2 separate regions of the Mus musculus genome follow, and region 2 is linked to region 1. A link is a contact called in public capture Hi-C data. All regions are on one chromosome and are shown on one strand. The core of a region is the stretch at or near the end of the contact, and the rest is flanking DNA. Distances in the headings are between cores, read along the strand shown. Region 1 holds the start of Dtx4 (deltex 4, E3 ubiquitin ligase). Region 2 holds the start of Cntf (ciliary neurotrophic factor).

Region 1 (6,866 bases), core at 1,213-3,712:
TCTGGTGTAATTCTGATAGGCTTGCCTTTATATGTTACTTGACCTTTTTCCCTTACTGCTTTTAGTATTCTATCTTTATTTAGTGCATTTGATGTTCTGATTATTATGTGTTGGGAGGAATTTCTTTTCTGGTCCAGTCTATTTGGAGTTCTGTAGGCTTCTTGTATGTTCATATGCATCTCATTCTTTAGATTTGGGAAGTTTTCTTCAATAATTTTGTTGAAGATGTTTGCTGGACCTTTGAGTTGAAAATCTTCATTCTCATCCACTCCTATTATCCGTACGTTTGGTCTTCTTATTGTGTCCTGGATTTCCTGGATATTTTGAGTTAGGATCTTTTTGCATTTTCCATTTTCTTTGATTGTTGTGCCGATGTTCTCTATGGAATCTTCTGCACCTGAGATTCTCTCTTCCATCTCTTGTATTCTGTTGCTGATGCTCAAATCTATGGTTCCAGATTTCTTTCCTAGGGTTTCTATCTCTAGTGTTGCCTCGCTTTGAGTTTTCTTTATTGTGTCTACTTCCCTTTTTAGGTCTAGTATGGTTTTGTTCATTTCCATCACCTGTTTGTATGTTTTTTCCTCTTTTTCTGTAAGGACTTCTACCTGTTTGATTGTGTTTTCCTGTTTTTCTTTAAGGACTTGTAACTCTTTAGCAGTGTTCTCCTGTATTTCTTTAAGTGATTTATTAAAGTCCTTCTTGATGTCCTCTACCATCATCATGAGATATGCTTTTAAATCTAGGTCTAGGTTCTCAGGTGTGTTGGGGTTCCCTGGACTGGGCGAAGTGGGTGTGCTGGGTTCTGGTGATGGTGAGTGGTCTTGGTTCCTGTTAGTAAGATTCCTCCGTTTACCTTTCGCCATCTGGTAATCTCTGGAGTTAGTAGTTATAGTTGACTCTGTTTAGAGATTGTTCTTCTGGTGATTCTGTTACCGTCTATCAGCAGACCTGGGAGACAGATTCTCTCCTCTGAGTTTCAGTGCTCAGAGCACTCTCTGCTGGCAAGCTCTCTTACAGGGAAGGTGCGCAGATATCTTGTATTTGGACCTCCTCCTGGCCGAAGAAGAAGGCCCAAAACAGGACCTTTCTCAGACACTGTGTTGCTTTGGCAGTTCCCAGGTGGTACAGACTCTCACCTAAGCAGACTAAATTCCTAAGTTCCTTGGAGTCCCAGGACCAAGATGGCGACCGCTGCTGCTGTGGCTTAGGCCGCCTCCCCTGCCGGGTGGGCACCTGTCCTCCGGTCCGGAAGGTGGCCAGCTGTCCCCGGCCCACACAGGGTGCTGCCTCAGCGCCTCTGTGCTTCTGCCTGTTCCAGAAGCTGTCAGGTTCTCTGGCGCACCCTCTCACCTGTTCAGACTCACAACTAATTACTATATATTCACTCTCTCTAACAAGTTACCCAGGCGCAAATGTTTTCCTGTGTTGTCATTCATTTCACTTCTACTATACTACCCTGCCGTGTTATCGTGGTAGACACAAGAAGACGGAGTGCAAAAGAGAATGGTCAGAAAGTAAACGTTAGTTCTTTCTACTTCCTGTTTGTCCTGCAAGCAGACAGTTAAATATTTCTTAATACCCACCCACACCTTTCCCCAGTTTAAGTTTCCTCTATCTGGAAATTTCTAGTTTATCTGCTTAGGAGCGGTTTTCTGTTTGTCTCCTCAAATATAAAAGGAGCACATGAAACTATGGAAAAGCCATTCCAAAAAAGATTAACAATCTCATTACCAATATAAGATTGCTCCAAATTCCAGCTTCACTTTGTCAGAACGGATTCATTGTGCAGTTCCACCCACGGAGAAACAAAGTGTGTGTTTTCTGACAAGGTTAATACATAATTCTCTTTAAAATGTCTAACTTAATTCGTTTGGAGACCTGGTCTGGATATGTGGCATGAAATTCTCCATCTTCTTGCTTCTCAAGTGTGGAAGTTGCCCGTGTGATGTACCATGCCAAGCAATAATGTGCAATACAGGCTTCAATCCCCTTAGTCAGAACCCACTTTATATTACTTTCCTCTTTAGCCATTGATGATCAAAATGAGCGAGTCTAGCTTGCGTTTGTTCTGCTGTCTCATGGTTTTATTTACATAGACACTGCAGGATGAATTAGTCTACCTTGTGTCTTCTAACAGAAAAATTGGACAGCAAGAACTTCTTTTCTCTCTATGTAAACGCAGGGAACCCTTGGCACTGGCTCTCGATGGTCACAAGTGTGTGGCCTTTGACCTGCACTTGAGGATTTGGACCAGCAGGGGGCATGGAAGCTCTAGATCGCTGGTGCTAGTGGCCATGGGGCGTGGCTTTTGCATCTTTGATGGACAGCTAGGGAACGGTGCAGACGAGGATGAGGTAATAACGGACAGAACAAGGAGAGCGTGGGGCAATTCCTGTGTGTGTGTGTGTGTGGGTGGGGGGTGTTGCGTGCGTGTGTGGGTGTGGATGTATGTGTGTGTGACAGAGAGAGAGAGAGAGAGAGAGAGAGAGAGAGAGAGAGAGAGAGAGAGAATGCGTATGCATGCACGAGCTGTAGGGAGATGCGAGCCTCTGAGCTCACGCCGCGGACACGGCCGGTGCTGAGCTGAAAACAGACAGACAGACAGTTCCATATTTGAACAGGCTGCAAAGTTGGGTCCTGGCAGTGGCAGCTGGGACCGGGATGGCGCGCGTGCTCTCGAGACTGGGGGACCAGGGAAGCCTCCGCGGGCGCGAGCTCGCCTTGGCGCTCTGCCCGGGAGGGGCGACTCCTCCTGGAGGCCACTGAGCCGAGCCGCAGGGAGGGGGAGCTGTGCCACCGCGGTCGGCTTACTCGAAGCGGAGAGAGGGCGGAGGGCGTGACCGTGCGGCGCGATCCACGCGGGCGCCCGCGGAGCCCGAGGCGCAACTGGTGCGAGGCGGGTGCAGCGTCGCGCTCGGGCCGCGCGCCCCCGGGTGGCTTTGCAAGGCGGGGCGGCGAGTGCGCAGGGCCGGGCCTTTGCATGAAGCCGCTGGACCCCTCGGAGCAGCGGCAGAGGCGGCGGAGCCCGGCGGAGCGCAGTCGGAGACGGGCAGCTCCGGGGTCCGTGTCCCAGTGCCTACGCGGCTGCGGACTCCCCCATGGGCCGCAGCTGAGGCTTCCCGCAGCGGTGGGGCGCAGACCGGGGGGCGCGGTTGAGACCCGGAGGCGGCGGCGCCGGAGGAAGCGCAGAAGGCCGGGCCCGGGAGGTGGGCAGCACCGCGCCGCAACCCCGGGCTCGCCATGCTCCTGGCCTCGGCAGTGGTGGTGTGGGAATGGCTGAACGAACACGGCCGCTGGCGTCCCTACAGCCCAGCCGTGAGTCACCACATCGAGGCGGTGGTGCGCGCTGGTCCCCGCGCCGGGGGCAGCGTGGTGTTGGGCCAGGTGGACAGCCGGCTCGCGCCCTACATCATCGACCTGCAGTCCATGAACCAGTTCCGCCAAGACACGGGTGAGCCATTCACATCTCTTGTCTGTCCCAGGAGCTCCCGCCTCGTGGGTCCGCTGTGATCCACCCAGTGGCCAGCTTTGCTCACTGGTATCAGCTATAGGTGTTGAGGGCAGGTGCTTCTCTTCCCTAGGTCCTCACAGGATTCCAAGACCACCTCCAAGTAAATGTCCTTGCAAGTAGTTTAAAGAGTCTTGATTATACAACCCAGCCTCAGCCTAGCTGCAGGAGAACCCCTTTATGCCCCCATCAGCCCCTAGTAGCCGTTTGTGCAAGAACTCTAGGGTTTTGCAAACCGCCTCCCACCCCCCAAGAAATGCTGACTCTTCAGCAAGACATTACTTGAACCTCTTGGCTCACACCTGCTCACACTTGCTCACACCTCAGTTCACCCTGCTTTGCCTCAGGCACCTTTGGGCCTAACATACACTTGCCCCCACCCCCCACCCCCTTTCAACTTTAATGTCTATATGGCCCTCTTCTAGGGACCCAGCCTTCCCACTGTCAGCTCCTGGGTAAGAGACTTGGGGAGGCAAAGGGATCCCCAGTCTCCAATTACTGTCTATTGTATGAAAGGGCTGGGACAATACTGGGAGAGAGTGGAGCATGGGTTCCAGGACTGGAGCATCCTGGATGTGGTGGCATCCGCAGATGCCTCTGCTTGTACACTCCAAGCACTGAAGCAACAGGCCAGAGCAGATGGAGAGAGGAGGCGGGAGGATTGGGCTCTGGAATGCCTGGCAGGGAAGCTGCTCCCTTTGTCCATAGAGAAGGAGGAGGAGGAGGAGGAGGAGGGACGGAGGGAGGCAGCAAGAGAAGAAGAAAGGCTAAGAAGAAACTGTCCTTAGGTTTTTTGCTTAAAATAGCAAACAGGAGCCACCACTCTGACCTCCCAAGGCACTAAACTCCATAAAAATTAAGTTGCCACTAGGTCTGCCGCAAATCTCGCAGCCGTGTAGCTCTTCCAGATCCTAGCAAGGAAGGGAGCTCTATAGGTTACGTTAGAGTGAGGGTTGGGAGATACTGGAGAGAGAAGAAAAGCAAGGGTGCTGCTCTCTTCTTTGGGTCTAGTTTGTCCCGGCTTAACTGATGACTTGGGACAAGTTTCCGTCTCCATACAGTAATCTCTTCAATTGGGGGGTGGGTGGGGTCATTTCTGGAATTCTGGCTAGCCTGTCCCAAGGGTGTAACTGCAGAGCCTGGAGCAGGTGTGGGGGGGAGGGGGGGGGGGAGAAGAGGAGAAGAGGAGGAGGAGGAGGGCCCTGTGACTCAGGGAACAGCTGCTGGACAGGTCCCCCGTAGCTTCCTAGGAAAGCCTTCACATCCTGTGTGCTAATTGGGATTGTCATGGGAAAGAGGTGCAGTCCCTCACTCTTGTGATCTGTAGTCGTAACTCTGAGCAACCTCTTTGCCAAGAATTGTATGACCATGGCCAATAGAGGAAACCTTTCTGGAGGGGGGAAAAAAGTTCCAGAAGTTTAACATCTGGTTGGCTGGAACTTTGATAGAAAAAGCAGGGAAGAGGAGCTGAGAGACAGAGAAGAAGAGAAAATAAGTAGAAATGTTGGGAGATGGGGAGAAAGGATTAAATGTAACCTCAGAGGAAGAAGGAGATGCCCATTGTGTATTTGGTGGAGGATCTGGAAGTGATGCATGGTAGAGAGTGTGGGGTGGGTGTGGGGGGGGGTGCGGGGGGAGCAGCTGAGCCCTGGAGGTGGGATCAACAGACCACCTGACAGAGTTCCAGGCCTGCTCAAAATAAAACAGCAATTTAGCTCTTCTATTTCAGACTAAATCTGTGCAGCATATGGAGAGCTAGGCTAGTAATGGACTGGCTCCCATCCTCTGCCCCATTGTTAGGAAGTTGGAGGCTTAACCTGTGACTTAATGGGGTTCTCTCAGATGACCATAGATAGACCTAAGAGCATCCATGATGTAGAAGTTGCTCTTGACAGAAGTGAAGTTCTGGAGAACATAGAATGAGTGACAGACTCTCTGTCCCAGGGTCTGGCTGCTAGTAGCACTTGTTGAAGGTCAGGTACCTATTGCCTAGTAGTTATAGCAGGTCACGTGGTGTTGGATCTGCTTCTGTTTTATGTCTGCATCTGAGAATAGCCGTGATCCTAGGCAACTACTCTGCCACTGAGCTGTTTCTTCTGCATCTACACCCCTTCTAAAAAAATATGGTCTAAGTATTTATTCTGGTTGCCCCCAAACTGGCCAGCTACCTGTCTCAGCCCCTCACCCCCAGTGCTAGGATTACAGATGTTCACCACCTCCTCTGGCCTTAATTCTTTTTAAAGATTGCATTTGTGTGTTTCACATTCATACTTCTTTGGTTTCACCCCCTCTTTCCTACATCAAGATCACTTTCCTAGGTATCTACTTCCCCTATGTTGAGTGCTAGGCTAGGGTGCTGAAGGCATGGGGCTAAATTCCTAGAAAGGCTGTGCCTGCCAGAGAGCTTATAAATGAACATTAGAATTCTTTCATGTCAGCTCTGACCGCCTCGTGCTCCCCTTTTCGATGACACAAGAACTCAGTTCCTCTGAACATAGATCATTGATAAAATTATGACATGGAAGGAACTTTAAGCCACCAACTCCCAGGCAACCTCAGCCAAGCCTTGGCAATATTTAATTAAATTACCCATTGTCCCCAAGCGATACTTTAAAGCTGGGAACCAGAAAAATCTCTATAAAGACAGACAAGCTCAAAGTTCCTTGCCTAGCAGCAATCACTCTCTCTCTCTCTCTCTCTCTCTTTGGTTGTCTTGTTTTTATAGGCATTTGACGTGAGAGCTTTCTCTTTTCAGAACTGTATGCTTGGATACCTAGTAAGTCTTAGGTCTCTCCATTCCTTAGAGCTCTTGGCTGCATCCAGACTGTCTCCAGGGAGATGGTTGGGAGGTTGCAGACACCCATGTGCCTGCTTCTGTTTGCCCTGGGTTCTCCTTCCCCAGACTGGAGCTGATTTACATTCTAGGCTAGTTTTCACTAGGCATCTGGGCTGGAGAATATTTAGAAGGTAAGAAGAGAGGCGGGTAGGAACCAGTCTTGGCCATTTCTATAAGCCTTGGTAGAGTCTTCTCCATCCAAAGTTCTCTACTGTCTCTTTTCTTTTGTAGTGAGGCCTTTCCCTAACTGTTCAGGTCTTTTCCTTTGTAGATTGAAGAGAAGCCTTCAAAGACCTTTTTCTTCCAGCATAGGCATCTACAGGTGCATGGGCAGGACCGCCACACCAACAATGATGCTAATGAGAATAAAATAGGTTGATGCAAGAGTAAGTCTTTCCAGCTCTAAGTGTTTAGTACTAGCCTATCTCTTTTATCATTAATGCAATGAGAAAGGAGTGAGTGGTATTACAAGATTTGACAAAATCTCTTTTATTGCTTCCTACTTAATGTGGGCACAGGAAT
Region 2 (6,866 bases), core at 1,821-4,320, 260 kb before region 1:
CTCTTTAGAAGAGACAAAGCTTCAATAGACAAAAACAAAAGTAAAAATCTATACGATAATGTTTTTTGGCTTTCCCCAGAATTATCTGTTTTCCTCTGAGTAGAGATTTTAATGCCCTGTGGCATTAAAATTACTGTCACTGGGAGACACGGATCATATTTTTACATGCTTCTACCTCTCAAAAGACTAAAACCCTAATTCAGCTCATTTTTTGAAAATTAGGAGTGCAGTTCTTCCCTGTGTACTTCAGAATCAGCCATTGAAGACTGGGCCAGTTGTTGTCAGCAACACATGATGACTATTGGGAAAAATAAGAGTTTGAGAACAAAATAAGGAACAGCTTGTTTTTCACAAACACTAAAACTGTGGAGTTTATCAAATTTTCTCTGCTTGATTTTTTTTTCCCCCCAAAAGGAGAATAGCAAAATGTCATCTCTGAAAGACGCTTACTATACACCCACCTATGTCGGTGGTTGGGATGCCAGGGAGAGGGAGGAAGACACCTACAGGAACAATCTTAAACACATTATTGTTTCCTCTAGAGTGTTGCAGACTTAGCCACCCCTCCATGTGAGGGGAGAAAAGGCATGAAGACAGGCTTTTCTGCCCTGCAGAGTTGCAGTTGACCTTGGTACATTGCATAGATTTGAAAACACTTTAAGAGGAATTAAAAATGGATCTGCAGCAAACTTTGCTCCTCTTGACGCTGTTTATCTAGTATCTGTGTCCTACACTTACCCTTTGTTTTTCACATTTAGAATGTCTCCAATAAATTAGATAGAGCCACCCACAGAAAAACAAACTGCATTGAAAACATCTCACTTTTCTGGGATGGGGAAAAATATGTTCTTTTCTGTACTTCGCTCTCCTCCCCATAAAAGCAACTAGTTCTAAAACTTAGAAACTTCCTGTCCTCTCATGGGGTTGGGGTGGGGCTGAAAGGGGGCTCGGTCATCTTAGCTGCTCTCTGTTGGCAATAAGTTTTTTTAGCAGTTTGCAATAAATTTTTCATGAACTTCCTATTCCTTTTGAGAGCTAGTGCTAGTATAATAAAAGTGTATGAGCAAACTAAGCCCCTACCCTTTTCTTTTTTCCCATGCCAGTCATTTAATTGTCCTTCGAAGGAGTCCTTTTAGTTTTGAAAATAGTTAATTCATACTGATGGTTTGTTATCTTTTAAGTCATACCTCCATCTTCAATTGGCAATTCTAAATTCTTAGGTATATAGTTATGATAATTACTTGGTATTTCTGGGAGTTGTGTACCCTCCTTGCTTGCATTGCTAGCGTATTTTGCATAATTAGACCCTAACACATTTTACAGGGTTTAGTCAGACACTGGCTGGGAGTCCTGGGAATGAGCAGAGAAAACATCAGCATAGAGCACTTGGACCTCCCTTGTACCTGTTCAGAGGAAGAAAATCAACTAACTATATACCAACAACCTAAGTGAGGTCTTACAGCCTTGCTGCAGGGCTAGTTTCCTGCCTTTCTTTCTATCAATTTTCCAGTATACTCAAGAAAATCGGGAAATTGTAATGGGGCAGTTATATCTCCTGAGACTTTTTGCCTGTTGAAATGTGCAGGACCCTTTTCCTGTGATGAGAGATAGCTGGTTACTTGATCTAGGTTTAAAAGTTATGTAAAAGAAAAAAATTATAATAAAAGGGATACTTTGCTTTTAAAATCTTGTTTCCTTTTAATCTAGGTAATCATTTCAAAATAAGTATGTAAAGAAGAAAAATAAAAGTTGTCTTCCTGGAAGCAACTGGTCTTCCTTGGTTGTACTGAGTTAGTCATGCGAGGATAAAACAGTTGATGCTGCTAAATGAGGAAAACATGCCCCTTTTGTATGGTGCTATTTGCTCTTTGTTAAGAGTTGGGAGGGCTTCTAATGCAGAGAGGCCTTGTAGCTCTGTGTTTGGCAGACTCCAAAGGGTGTTTTGGTTGCTTTCTAGGGGATGTTAAGGATACTGTGAAGTACAGTTTACTCTGACAATGACAAAACCGTGGTTGCATTTAAGACCAGTGCTTCTTACCAAAGCTTTTATGTCAAGTTCTAACTTTAAAAAAAGAAAACATAATTCAACCTTGCTAAAAAGTTCTATGGCAGCCATTTCTCACCTATGTCAATTTGCTACTGAGGTGGCAAGTGTTTGAACTTCTTGGCAAAATCTGTGATATAAAATGGGGACATTGACTTCACTGACCTATTTCGGGTTGAAACTTTGAAACTTGAGCCTATTAACTTCACCCACTAAGTGCAGTACAATAGAATGACAGGTCTGTAAGACCTTTTTAACTCTTTTGTCTTCATTTCAAAGCCTTGTTCATTACCTTGCTAAGCATGGCGAATGACTGGGACTGGTAAGAAAAAGAAGCATGTTGTCACTTGAGTGAAAGTGCCTGAGAAATGTTACCAAGTTTGGGTTGGGTGTTTCCTTTGGGAGAGAACAGGCCTAAACAGTGCCTTCCACATCCTGTAGCTACCAGGAAGGCCCCATGGTTGAGACTAGAGATGCTCCTTTAGCTAATTTTTAAACAAGTCTAAACCTTACAGATAATGGGAACGGAAAGATGGCTATAAATGACCTGTATCACATAGTCTCTGTTTCTTGCACATATCATGAGCTACCCAAAGAAATTGTAAAGTCAGTGTGAGGTGGGGGGAAATAAAGCCAAAGACCAATGCAGAAATACGAATCTAGTTTATTGTATTAATTTCTTAGATAAAAGACATCAAATGAGAAAACTACCCCCAAGACTAATGTTCAGCCCAGGATTACTCAAGATTCCAATGAAGTTTAAATGTGTAGCATAGTATCTGACTCATTTAATAAGTGACACCTATTTCAATACTATATTTTGCCAGGATAAAACAAATTAAAATACAGTGAGCATGGAAAACAGAAGAGTAAAATCAAATTATATGTGTAAATACTAGACTACATTAGGCAGGGGTGGGTGTCAGGAGGATTAGCGTGATAGTGACCTTGTTGCTAAGTACAAAAGCAAAACAATGACATAAAAACAAGTGCTAAGTACTGAGTGGAGGAGAGATGAAGGCAGACGCTTCGAGGGAAAAAAAAAAAGACTGATTAAAAGGGCCCTTTGATTCCACAGGCACAAAATCCACAGCCAGGAATTTGCTGCCACCTCTGAGTCAGGCAGGGGGTGGGGATGGGGGTGCACAATCCCATTAGAGAATGCCCAGTAGATTTAGTCTGTGGGAGTCACATTTCTTATTTGGACTAGTGAAGACAGAAGCAAACCAGCTCACTTGTTTCCTGGGACAGTTGATTTAGGGGATGGCTTTCGCAGAGCAATCACCTCTGACCCTTCACCGCCGGGACCTCTGTAGCCGCTCTATCTGGCTAGCAAGGAAGATTCGTTCAGACCTGACTGCTCTTATGGAATCTTATGTAAGTTGTCTATTTTGCTTTTGTCTGGTTGTCTGTTTTCAAGTCTTCTAGCCCAACTCTTAACCATCATGTTCCAACCCCATAACCGGTTACGAAAACACTAGTGTGTGTGTATTTATGGTATAGCTCCCTAGTCATTCATATATTAAGCACCTATAATTTGACATGTTCTTTCCCTTGAGAAAATTCACACAACCTTACTGTCTTCATCCAGCCTGTTTAAGGTGGACAGGTCCTTCCTTAAGTGAGAATATACATTATTTGGTTGCCTTTTTTCTGAATCCTACCAGGGTAGACAATAGGTTTTCTAAGTCATAGGTTCTTCATATAATTTTTGAACCTTAGAAATAAAAAGATTACAGGATAAGAAAAACTATATGGGGTTTTAGAGAAATGTATAGTTGCCCTCTGTATAGTATAAGCTACTTTTATTTTAGTACTACATATTAGACTACTTGTGACTAAATAGATCTGCCAAAAAGTCTTGAGAAAAATGTCAAATTAACCACAGTTCTGGGCTTGTTTTCTCATAAAAGGCCACTGTCTAAAAGACCTGCTGTGGTAATATCCCAGGCCTCTGATCAAAGTTATAAATTTAAGTTCTCTAAGAATTGAAAACTTTTGAAAAGCCTTGCCAGTTATGAGACTCAGTGTCCAAAGAGATGGACATAAAAGCCAGCTGTATTCTAAAGGATTGATTTCACCTTGAGAGTGGACAGTGGGCATAGGGAAATTCAGGCAGTGCTGTGGGATCAGGACTCCCCATATGAAGGGTTTCCATTCTAAGCATTTTCTTAACAACTTGGATCACTGACTATGAAAGTCAAGGAAATTGTATTTGTGATTGAAGAAGGAAATTGAGATGATATGGAACATATGTTTTGCTATATCCTTGGCCAGGTAAAACATCAAGGCCTGAATAAAAATATCAGCCTTGACTCAGTGGATGGTGTACCAGTGGCAAGCACTGATCGCTGGAGTGAGATGACTGAGGCAGAGCGACTCCAAGAGAACCTCCAGGCTTACCGTACCTTCCAAGGGATGTTAACCAAGCTTTTAGAAGACCAGAGAGTGCATTTCACCCCGACTGAAGGTGACTTCCATCAGGCAATACATACTCTTACGCTCCAAGTTTCTGCCTTCGCCTACCAGCTAGAGGAGTTAATGGCGCTTCTGGAACAGAAGGTCCCTGAAAAAGAGGCTGATGGGATGCCTGTCACAATTGGAGATGGTGGCCTCTTTGAGAAGAAGCTGTGGGGCTTGAAGGTCCTTCAAGAGCTTTCACAGTGGACTGTGAGGTCTATCCATGACCTCCGTGTCATTTCTTCTCATCACATGGGAATCTCAGCACATGAGAGCCATTATGGGGCCAAGCAAATGTAGCTCTTAACTCTTGCCTCTGTCTCCCTCTTTGATCTAATGGGATATCAGTAGTTCCCCAGGGGCCTAGTTTTCTCAGCATCAATTTTGGAAAACCTTAGACCACAGGCATATTTCGTCAAGTAGGGTTGACCCACGTATGAACAGAAGATAAACATGGTTATTCTGGCTGTGCATATGTGTGTACATGATTTTGTTTGTATTGGTGGTATAATAAAGTATAATTAGGGCATTATCCTTCCACCTTAGTGCTTTACCCTTCCTGATACTAAATAACCTTTCCAGGTGTTTAACAGTCTTACAGGCAGAAGAGACATTGTGACTAGTTTTGGTTGACTTCTGAAAAGACTGAATAAACAAATTGGAAGTCCTAGACTATCTTCATTCAAACTACCCTGATAAAAAGAGCATCGCTGTGCAGAGGCAGTGAGTGTGCCATGGGCTTTGTATATTCTGTACAGCCTTACATCCTAGTTGTGGAAAGGAAGATGTCTTGCATTCTATCCTAGCATTGAAAAGAATGCCCTTGTTACTCATCCTCAGGAGTCGGCAGCATCCCACCATGTTAAAGGAAATATTTGTTGCCCACACTGGGCAAAGAGCAGCAATTAACATAGCTTCAGATTACATTTGAGAAAGAAAAGAAAAAAAAATGAGACCTGCAGTACTTCTATAGTTGGGGCTGAGGATATGCAGTAACAGCCTGGCTTAATGTTGACTAATTGTACTTGTATATTGGGTTGATCTCAGTTTACAGCAAGTTAACAAATCTGTCATATAGGTACTGTGGCCAGATGCTCATGGGCAGAGGGGTAGAATGCTACTCAGGTTAAAGAGTCACAGGACACTAGCACTTTACATTCTCCAGGCTTAGTCATGAAGGGAGGATGGGTCCCCAGTGAGAATGCCAGAGATTCTTAAACACACAGTAAAGCTCTACTTGTAATGTTCTTGTGAGAAACACATGGTGTGGAAGGCTAGGAAACACATTCCTGGGGAAGGTCATTTACAGTGAGAGCTGTGCATTATGAATCCAGAGTTTGTTAGTATTTGTTTTTATCTTTAAAACCCCAAGAGATGTTGAGTTGAGGACCCAAGTCTAACCACATTCTCCCTCACTAATGAATCATGAGTCAGGGAGGGCTAACTTCCATATAAGTTGCATGATGTAGGGATGTGTGACTCATCTTGTATTCTCTCCTATAAGGAATTCCACACAGGGTAGTATGGAACATACTAGGTACATGACAGGACTCAGCCAAGCACTGTGGCAGCTCAGGGGAAGCAAGACCCTGCTTTCTACTGTGTTTGTGGAAATGCAGTTGTGTATGTAAGAAATAAAGAGACCAAAACTATAGTAGATTATAAAGAATTGAAAGATCGAGCTGTTGAGATGGCTCAGGGGGTAAGAGCACTGACTGCTCTTCTGAAGGTCATGAGTTCAAATGCCAGCAACCATATCATATGGTGGCTCACAACCATCCTTAACAAGATCTGGCGCCCTCTTCTGGAGTGTCTGAAGATAGCTACAGTGTACTTACATATAATAAATCTTTAAAAAAATATATTGAAAGATCAGCTAAAGCCACAAGAAATTATGCTTCCCAGGTTGGTGGAGTACAATATAGAATGTCCTTGAAGATAGAAACATTAAGAGTTGACTCCTGAAAACAAGTTAGACAACAGTAAACATCTGAAAACAGTAATCACAATAACAGGCCTTTTTGTTTTACTCCATTCATGATTTAGGTATAGATAGTTATTTTTCTACGAAGTTAGAAAGGCTTATTTCATTCATATTCTTAAGTTCTGTTTGTCAGGAGCATTTTTTTTTATTAGTACATGTTAACAATGTTCGTGTTTAAAGAGCAGCATGGCTACCTACAATTTCATTATGGGGAATAACCAGCAGTCTACATCGTGCATGACACCCCCCCCCCAGGGTTTTTGTGTCTCACAGGTGTAACAGATGACAGGATTTTCAGAAAACTCAGTGATGGTACATGGCAGCACACTGGAAGTTCAAGGATTGGGAGTTAGAGGCAAGCTTAGCCCAGTAAGAATC

Evidence for each region. Capture Hi-C pulls out chosen DNA fragments and counts their contacts.
Region 2: a contact with region 1 is called in a capture Hi-C map of macrophages, with 6 times the contacts expected there. A contact is called at or near these places in 18 of 39 promoter capture datasets (the 3T3-L1 cell line, 3T3-L1-derived adipocytes, the C10 cell line and 12 more), 10 of 484 Hi-C or Micro-C datasets (B cells, CD8 T cells, the G1E-ER4 cell line and 6 more), 7 of 130 datasets of targeted methods (astrocytes, bone marrow-derived macrophages, embryonic stem cells and 4 more) and 3 of 9 other capture datasets (adipose tissue, liver and macrophages).

What each region holds. Positions count from the first base shown.
Region 1 is chr19:12,497,592-12,504,457 of GRCm38.p6, reverse strand. It overlaps Dtx4 (deltex 4, E3 ubiquitin ligase), which reads left to right and starts at 2,462. Exons shown (of 9, transcript NM_172442.3): 1 at 2,462-3,451. The coding sequence starts at 3,241.
Region 2 is chr19:12,761,836-12,768,701 of GRCm38.p6, reverse strand. It overlaps Cntf (ciliary neurotrophic factor), which reads left to right and starts at 3,070. Exons shown (of 2, transcript NM_170786.2): 1 at 3,070-3,421; 2 at 4,322-5,174. The coding sequence starts at 3,308. The coding sequence ends at 4,804. Gm44505 (predicted readthrough transcript (NMD candidate), 44505) reads left to right here. Exons shown (of 13, transcript NR_024093.1): 12 at 3,296-3,421; 13 at 4,322-5,174. It overlaps Zfp91 (zinc finger protein 91), which reads left to right. Exons shown (of 11, transcript NM_053009.3): 11 at 1-1,763.